Linked DNA regions of Triticum aestivum: region 1 is linked to region 2. The links are chromatin contacts, called in public Hi-C maps. All regions are on one chromosome and are shown on one strand. The core of a region is the stretch at or near the end of the contact, and the rest is flanking DNA. Distances in the headings are between cores, read along the strand shown. Region 1 has its middle 200 kb from the start of LOC123103890. Region 2 holds the start of LOC123103890 (zinc-finger homeodomain protein 9).

Region 1 (2,954 bases), core at 444-2,943, 200 kb before region 2:
AGAAGCCTTTCTGCTGTTCATTGGCCAGTTTTCCTAATCAGGATCGTTGATGTTAACCATCACTAGAGATGGCAAGGCCAGTAAATTGTTCATTTTGAAGAAAGTGCATGTCTAACTAGGACCTAACGTAAGACGTTGGGTCAGATGATAACGCACAGAAAATGGGCTAAGAGTTAGGTCAAAATCAAGATCACACGTCTAGTCCCCGGAGCTTACTCTGGTTAGGCTCTACAAAAGTTCCTCGCAAAAAAAAAAAAAAAAACTCTACAAAAGTCTCTATTACAGTAGTTTTGTCTTTGTTGACACCTAAATATGTGATGCAGAAATGAGAAAACTTCGCTGCTAGTTTCATTTCTTATCCAAAATTTAATAGCTCAGTGGCTCTAAATTCTTTTTTTAAAGAATATTGTATGTCTTTGCGAGCAAAAGGTCCAGACTTCTTTCATTTTATAGAGGCCCTAACAATTCATGTGCTTTCTCTAATTAGCAGTAACATTTATTATCAATGTATGTCCCTTTCCCTTTCCCTTCCCCCCCCAACGTCGTCTGCGCACGTAGCAGTCAAGTAGATGTGCACGAAAACTATATATGGCAAACCATACGCATTACATGTCCCTGAAATACGCGATAGCTACAGCAAGTGTGACACCACAAGCTTTTCCTCCAAGATACGCGATGGATACAGATACTCCTAGCCAGTACGTATTACCCTAGCCACTGATTGACAAATGGTTCCGATTATGGCGTAAATCACAAGCAGGATCATACCTTCAGTCGCTCCACATAATTTCAAGCGATATCATGTCATGGAAAATAAAATTTGCAAGGATAATCATGGCGGATAACAATTTAAAGGCCGTGTTTCTTTCTTTCCCATTTGGTCGTCACGCAGATCGAAAATTTTGTACGCCGCCCGTCCAATTATACGAGTAGACACCAAAGGGAAATCCTTTGCGGGAGGGAAGCATCTTTCTGACACGGCTCTTGATCTGCATGCTAGCTAGCCTGCTATGGAGTTACTAGTGTGAAAGACTAAATACCTAATGATGATATGGGTGATGCCATAGCATCACTCTGGCCCATCACCATCACTAGATTAGATGCGCTTTTAGGTTTGGAGCTTTGAGGGGGGTTGCCTTGCCATGATAAAGGCAGCGTGCACGACGGTCCATGCATATGACGCTCCAAGCAAGCATGTGGATGGCGCTCAGTGTCCCAATGATTACCCAGCCGCCATTATACCCGATCCATTTTATATTAATATTATCATGCTTGTTCTTAGCTAAAGATACCGCTAATTAAGTTAAAAATTAGCTACAACAGGCTCACACTATTTTGCCAAATCTTTAGCTTTACGGCGGCAGTCTTAAATGTCCAGAAACTATTTTCGTGAGTGTTACTACAAAATATTTTTCGAGAAGTAAAACCGTGCCAAATGTGCTTAGAACTAACCAGTGCCGATCAGATGTTAGGTGCTTGGGAGTCAAAAAGTAGAGGGTGCTTTAACGGAAACAAGGCGCTACGTACGTCGGTGATGAGGCGATCATGGTGGGTAGCCTTTATTGACATGTTCAAAGTCAAAACGGCGTTTCGTCCTGGATCCGTTTAGCCGCTTCCCACGCATGCAGTGTTCTCATTTCTCGACCCTCCTCGCTAGCTACTGTTGAATGCTGATCAACAGCCACCGGCACAGGGGCCCCCATCGCTGCACTTGCCGCCCACGCCCCGCATGTCAGCGCTGTCTCGCCAAAACAAGCTAGCCCGTACCCCGGTCTACCAAAAACCCGTCCAGGAACTGGTATCGGCTAAAACGAAGCGGTAGGATTTATGAGGTCTCGTCTAGTACCACCACTAGTAGTAGCTCGGGAGGTGGCTTAGGCTGACACGGCATTAACATTCAATGAACTCCAACGGACTCCATGGAGAAGAAGCCATGGGCCATGGTCATGGCCTGGGGTAAGCTCGTAGCCTCGCCAACGGCTACCATCACCAACCATGTCACCGTTCAAATTGGTGTGACGGGGTGCTGTTTGTTTCGTGTGTAGTAGAGTGGTACGTAAGTAATTAGATCGTCTGTGATTCAGTAGCGAATAGCCAGCGAGCCTTGGGCTGCATGGTGGAGCGGGCAGGACAGGAAATGGATTTCATGATGGGAAGTACATGAGCATGTGTGGTGTCAGATTCTAGTGGATGCACGACACGAGGTGAATGCGGCAGCAGGCGCGCTGCATGAAAGGCTGGGGGGCCATAGTTCCAAATGGTATGAATTAATTAGACCCCGCTTTGCTTAGGTTAAATGTCAACGGAATTGACCTAAGTTTTGTTACTAGGGTCACATCAAAAAAAATTGTTACTAGGGTGTCAACTTACGGTTGCACAGCCCTCGATGGTGCACCGTTGTAACCACACCATTTACAGCCGGACTTGTCAAATCCGGCACCCTAAACGTCCGCGGACGTGTCCCAACGCACCCATGCGTTCATAGCCGTGTATTTTATATCCGACATTCTATATCCATACAAAATCATGCAGTGTAGTACGTAGATCACAAGACGGACAAAATCAACTGGAAACGGACTCTAAACCGATAGCGAACAAGCATAAATTCAGATATAAACAACACCAAAAGATCAGTCGTAGCTCACACAGTTCAAACTGTCCGGCAAATGCTAACTAGACACTAGGAGGTAGATACTACGAACTAGATATGAGAGGGCGGAGCTTCATCACTTCCTTGCCGGCCCTTTGCCCTTCTAGTCGTCGGCGCTCCTGTAGGCGTCCGCGGCAGGACATGGGTCGATGTTGGAGCTGTCGGAATCGGACCCTCGTCGGAGGAGGAATCAGAGATGACGATGTAGCCCTTCAAGCGCCGGACGTTGCGCTCCTGCTTGCGCTTGAGCTTGGTCACCTTCGCCGCCTCTGCCTCTGCCGCCGCCTCCTGCTCGGACTGCTCA
Region 2 (2,962 bases), core at 222-2,721:
ACCAACGATCGATCCAAACTACAGAAAGAAAGAAAAGTAATGCAATGATAACTGAAATGAAAGCTAAATGTCTTTGCCTTTCTCCTTCCCTCTCCTTCTTCTCTGCCTCTGCTCTCCCTAGCTCACGCCGACTGCGGCGATGAGGCTCCGTTCAGCTTGCGGCCGGCGGCGAAGATGGGGGTGGGCGTGGCGGTGGTGGTGGCGGTGGAGGCGGAGGAGGCGGTACCGTTCATGTTGAAGCCCGTGCCCGTGGGGGCCGGGGAGCTGTGGCTGGCGGAGGGGTTGAATGGCGCTCCTGGTGCGGGGCTGGCCGGGGCGAGACGGAATGGCCCGCCGGCGGCAGGGGCGGTGGGGGTGGTCGCGGCGGAGGAGGCCGCGGCTGAGGCGCTGCGGCGGGCGCTGTGGCCGCCGAGGTAGTTGTGCTTGTTGTTGTGCATCCAGACCTTGAAGACGCCCTTGCTGACGCCGATGTCGCGGCACCACTCGTCGACCACGCCCTCGTCGCGCTTCTGCAGCCGCCACCCCAGCCGCTCCGACAGCTCCTGCATCCGCTGCTTCTGCTCCGCGGTGAACTTGGTGCGGAACCGCTTCCTGGCCGGCATCATCCCGTGGGGCGGCGGCGCCGTCGCCGGCGAGAGCTGGGCGGGGAGCCTGCTCTGGCCCTGCGGCGCCCCCGGCGCGCTGGAGTTGAGAGAGAGCAGCATGTGCGGGTGTGGCGCGGAAGAGATGTACGGCGGCGGCTGCTGCGCCACCGGGGCCGGGAGGTGCGCGGGCGGAGGGTGCTGGGGCGGGGAGACGGAGCGCTCGTCGTCGTACTCGGAGCCATCCGAGTCGGAGTCAGAGTCGTCGCCGTCGACGCCCGGGAGCCGGTCCTCCGGCGTCTCATGCCCGTGCGCGCGCTGCCGCAGGCCATGGAGCACGGTGGCCGGCATGGGCATGGGCACGGGCGGCGCCGGCAGCAGGGCCGGCGGGGGCGGGGGCGGGGGCGGCGGCGAGCCCTCCACCATCACGAGGCGGTGGAAGTTGCGGTGGCAGCCGCAGGCCGCGCACTTATACGAGGCCGGGTCGGCGGTGTTGAGCTCCACCACGGGCATCCACTCGCCGCAGCCGTCGACGGCGTGCGCGCCGATGGCCGCCGCGTGGTTCTTGAGGCACTCCTTGTACGTGGGCACGGCCTCCACCGGCGGCGGCGGCGGCGCGGCCGCCTGCCGGAGCTTCTTGACGGAGCCGTTGGGGTAGAGGGCCGGCCGGTACTTGACGTCCATGGCCTCCATGCTCCGCTCCCTCCGCGGTGTCACCCGGCTTGACAAGGATTACTACCGCTAGTGGCTTTAGTTAGGGACGGGCGGGGGTCAAGGGAGTGAGGAAAACTACAGGTAAGGATGTGAAGCGAGGCCAGGGCGAGGAGATAAGAGTATAAAAAGGGCGACGGCGACGCTCAAAGACGAAGCCCCATTAATCCATGCCATTAGTGATGAGATGAGCATACACACACACACAAAAGAGAAATTTCCCAAAGATCGTAGAGATATGTAGATAGATAGATTAGATCATGACGACACACTGTGCTGAATCGGTTGCAGGTGCATCTGTATCCCGCGTCACACCGTCACCGCCCAGGAGTAACACATGGACCGCTGATCCAAGGATCAATCAAGACGGGCGCCACCGAAATCCGGCCGTTTTTGTTTGACCTCCCTCGTTTTCGCGCATCATCACGGAGATGGAGGCGACGCGTGTACACCACTGTTGCACATTTGTCCCTAACTTGAGCTGTCAATGTATGTTTTTCATCAATTGGGTAGTACAAATTAGTAAGCATGCACTGCCAAACACATTTGTGACCAACCACAGAATACATACTGTGATAAGTATGGGTTAAGTATACAAATAACACGATGAAACACCAATTATCACTGGCCACAACAAATCTGGAAAACAAAATGCGGTTTCTCCCTTAACTTGGATTTGAAGTTGCTACATACTATGTGATCAAGTAAGAAAACGTGCAAACTGTTCTTATCGAAAGTTACAAACAATAGCAAATCTTAAAACCATAATGCAAATAATGCATTTCCAACCAACAAATGTAAATCTCAAAACACAATCATCAATCTTGGGATATAACCCCCGTATTCAATTATAATCACCACTTATGTTTCCCTCAAGCGGATACGTGTATATATGTGATATATTTGCCACAAGCCATAACAAATTGCAATAACATAATGTAGTTTTTGCAACATTCTGTGGTTATGTGAGAAAACATCAAACCCATTTAAGCATCGAGCATAGCTAATTTCAATACATTTAACTTAGCATAACACATTTTCAGTTGCTATAGAAAATTTCAACACCATATAAGAAGTGTCGGTTTTGCATAGCCATGGATATGAGATGTCGCTTGTGTCACAAATAATGAAGAAACATGTTAATGTTACACGGTATTTGAGTTGTCACTAGCGTAATAAGACAATTTGAAAACATATAAATCATTACCCTGGATTGAGATGTCATCGCGCAATTATAAAATCAAGAAACATGCAAATTGTTACCTTCCATTGAGCTATTATTGACGTACATAATTATACAGTCAAGAGATGTATAAACCATAACTCAAGATTGAGTTGTCATTGGCGTCATTAGAGAGTACACTGAACTTGTAAACCATTTTCATTAACTTCTGCCGACTATAGCAAATTTGGAAGCCATAGTACACAGATAACAATCCAACTATTGAAGACCTCAAAAGCACAACATCAATATTTGCCTATAATTCTCAAGCGCATAAGAAAAATATTATTTGCCATAAACAATAGTAAACTCTAGTGACACAATGTTGATTTCCCCCTAAGTCTCCATCTAAGCTATGTGATTAAGAAAAAAAAAATGTGAACCACTTTAAGAAGCAATAACGTTTGGCAATTGCGGGAATATATAACTAGCATAAAAAAATTCATTG

Evidence for each region. A called contact is a pair of places that touch in the nucleus more often than the background predicts.
Region 1: a Hi-C map of leaf shows a contact between it and region 2, with 2.3 times the contacts expected there. The contact joins the enhancer-like site here to the promoter of LOC123103890 in region 2. A contact is called at or near these places in 3 of 5 Hi-C or Micro-C datasets (leaf and an unstated tissue).

Annotation. Positions count from the first base shown.
Region 1 is chr5A:443,656,715-443,659,668 of IWGSC CS RefSeq v2.1, reverse strand. No RefSeq gene overlaps it. Among protein-coding and RNA genes, the nearest start is that of LOC123103890, 200 kb to the right of the region's middle. Within about 2 kb of position 1,693, at least 1 of the 8 cell types and tissues checked has an H3K27ac peak or open chromatin away from gene starts, as enhancers often do. A contact at or near this core is called in leaf, where this site is marked.
Region 2 is chr5A:443,458,801-443,461,762 of IWGSC CS RefSeq v2.1, reverse strand. LOC123103890 (zinc-finger homeodomain protein 9) reads right to left here and starts at 1,471. Exons shown (of 1, transcript XM_044525587.1): 1 at 1-1,471. The coding sequence starts at 1,274. The coding sequence ends at 123.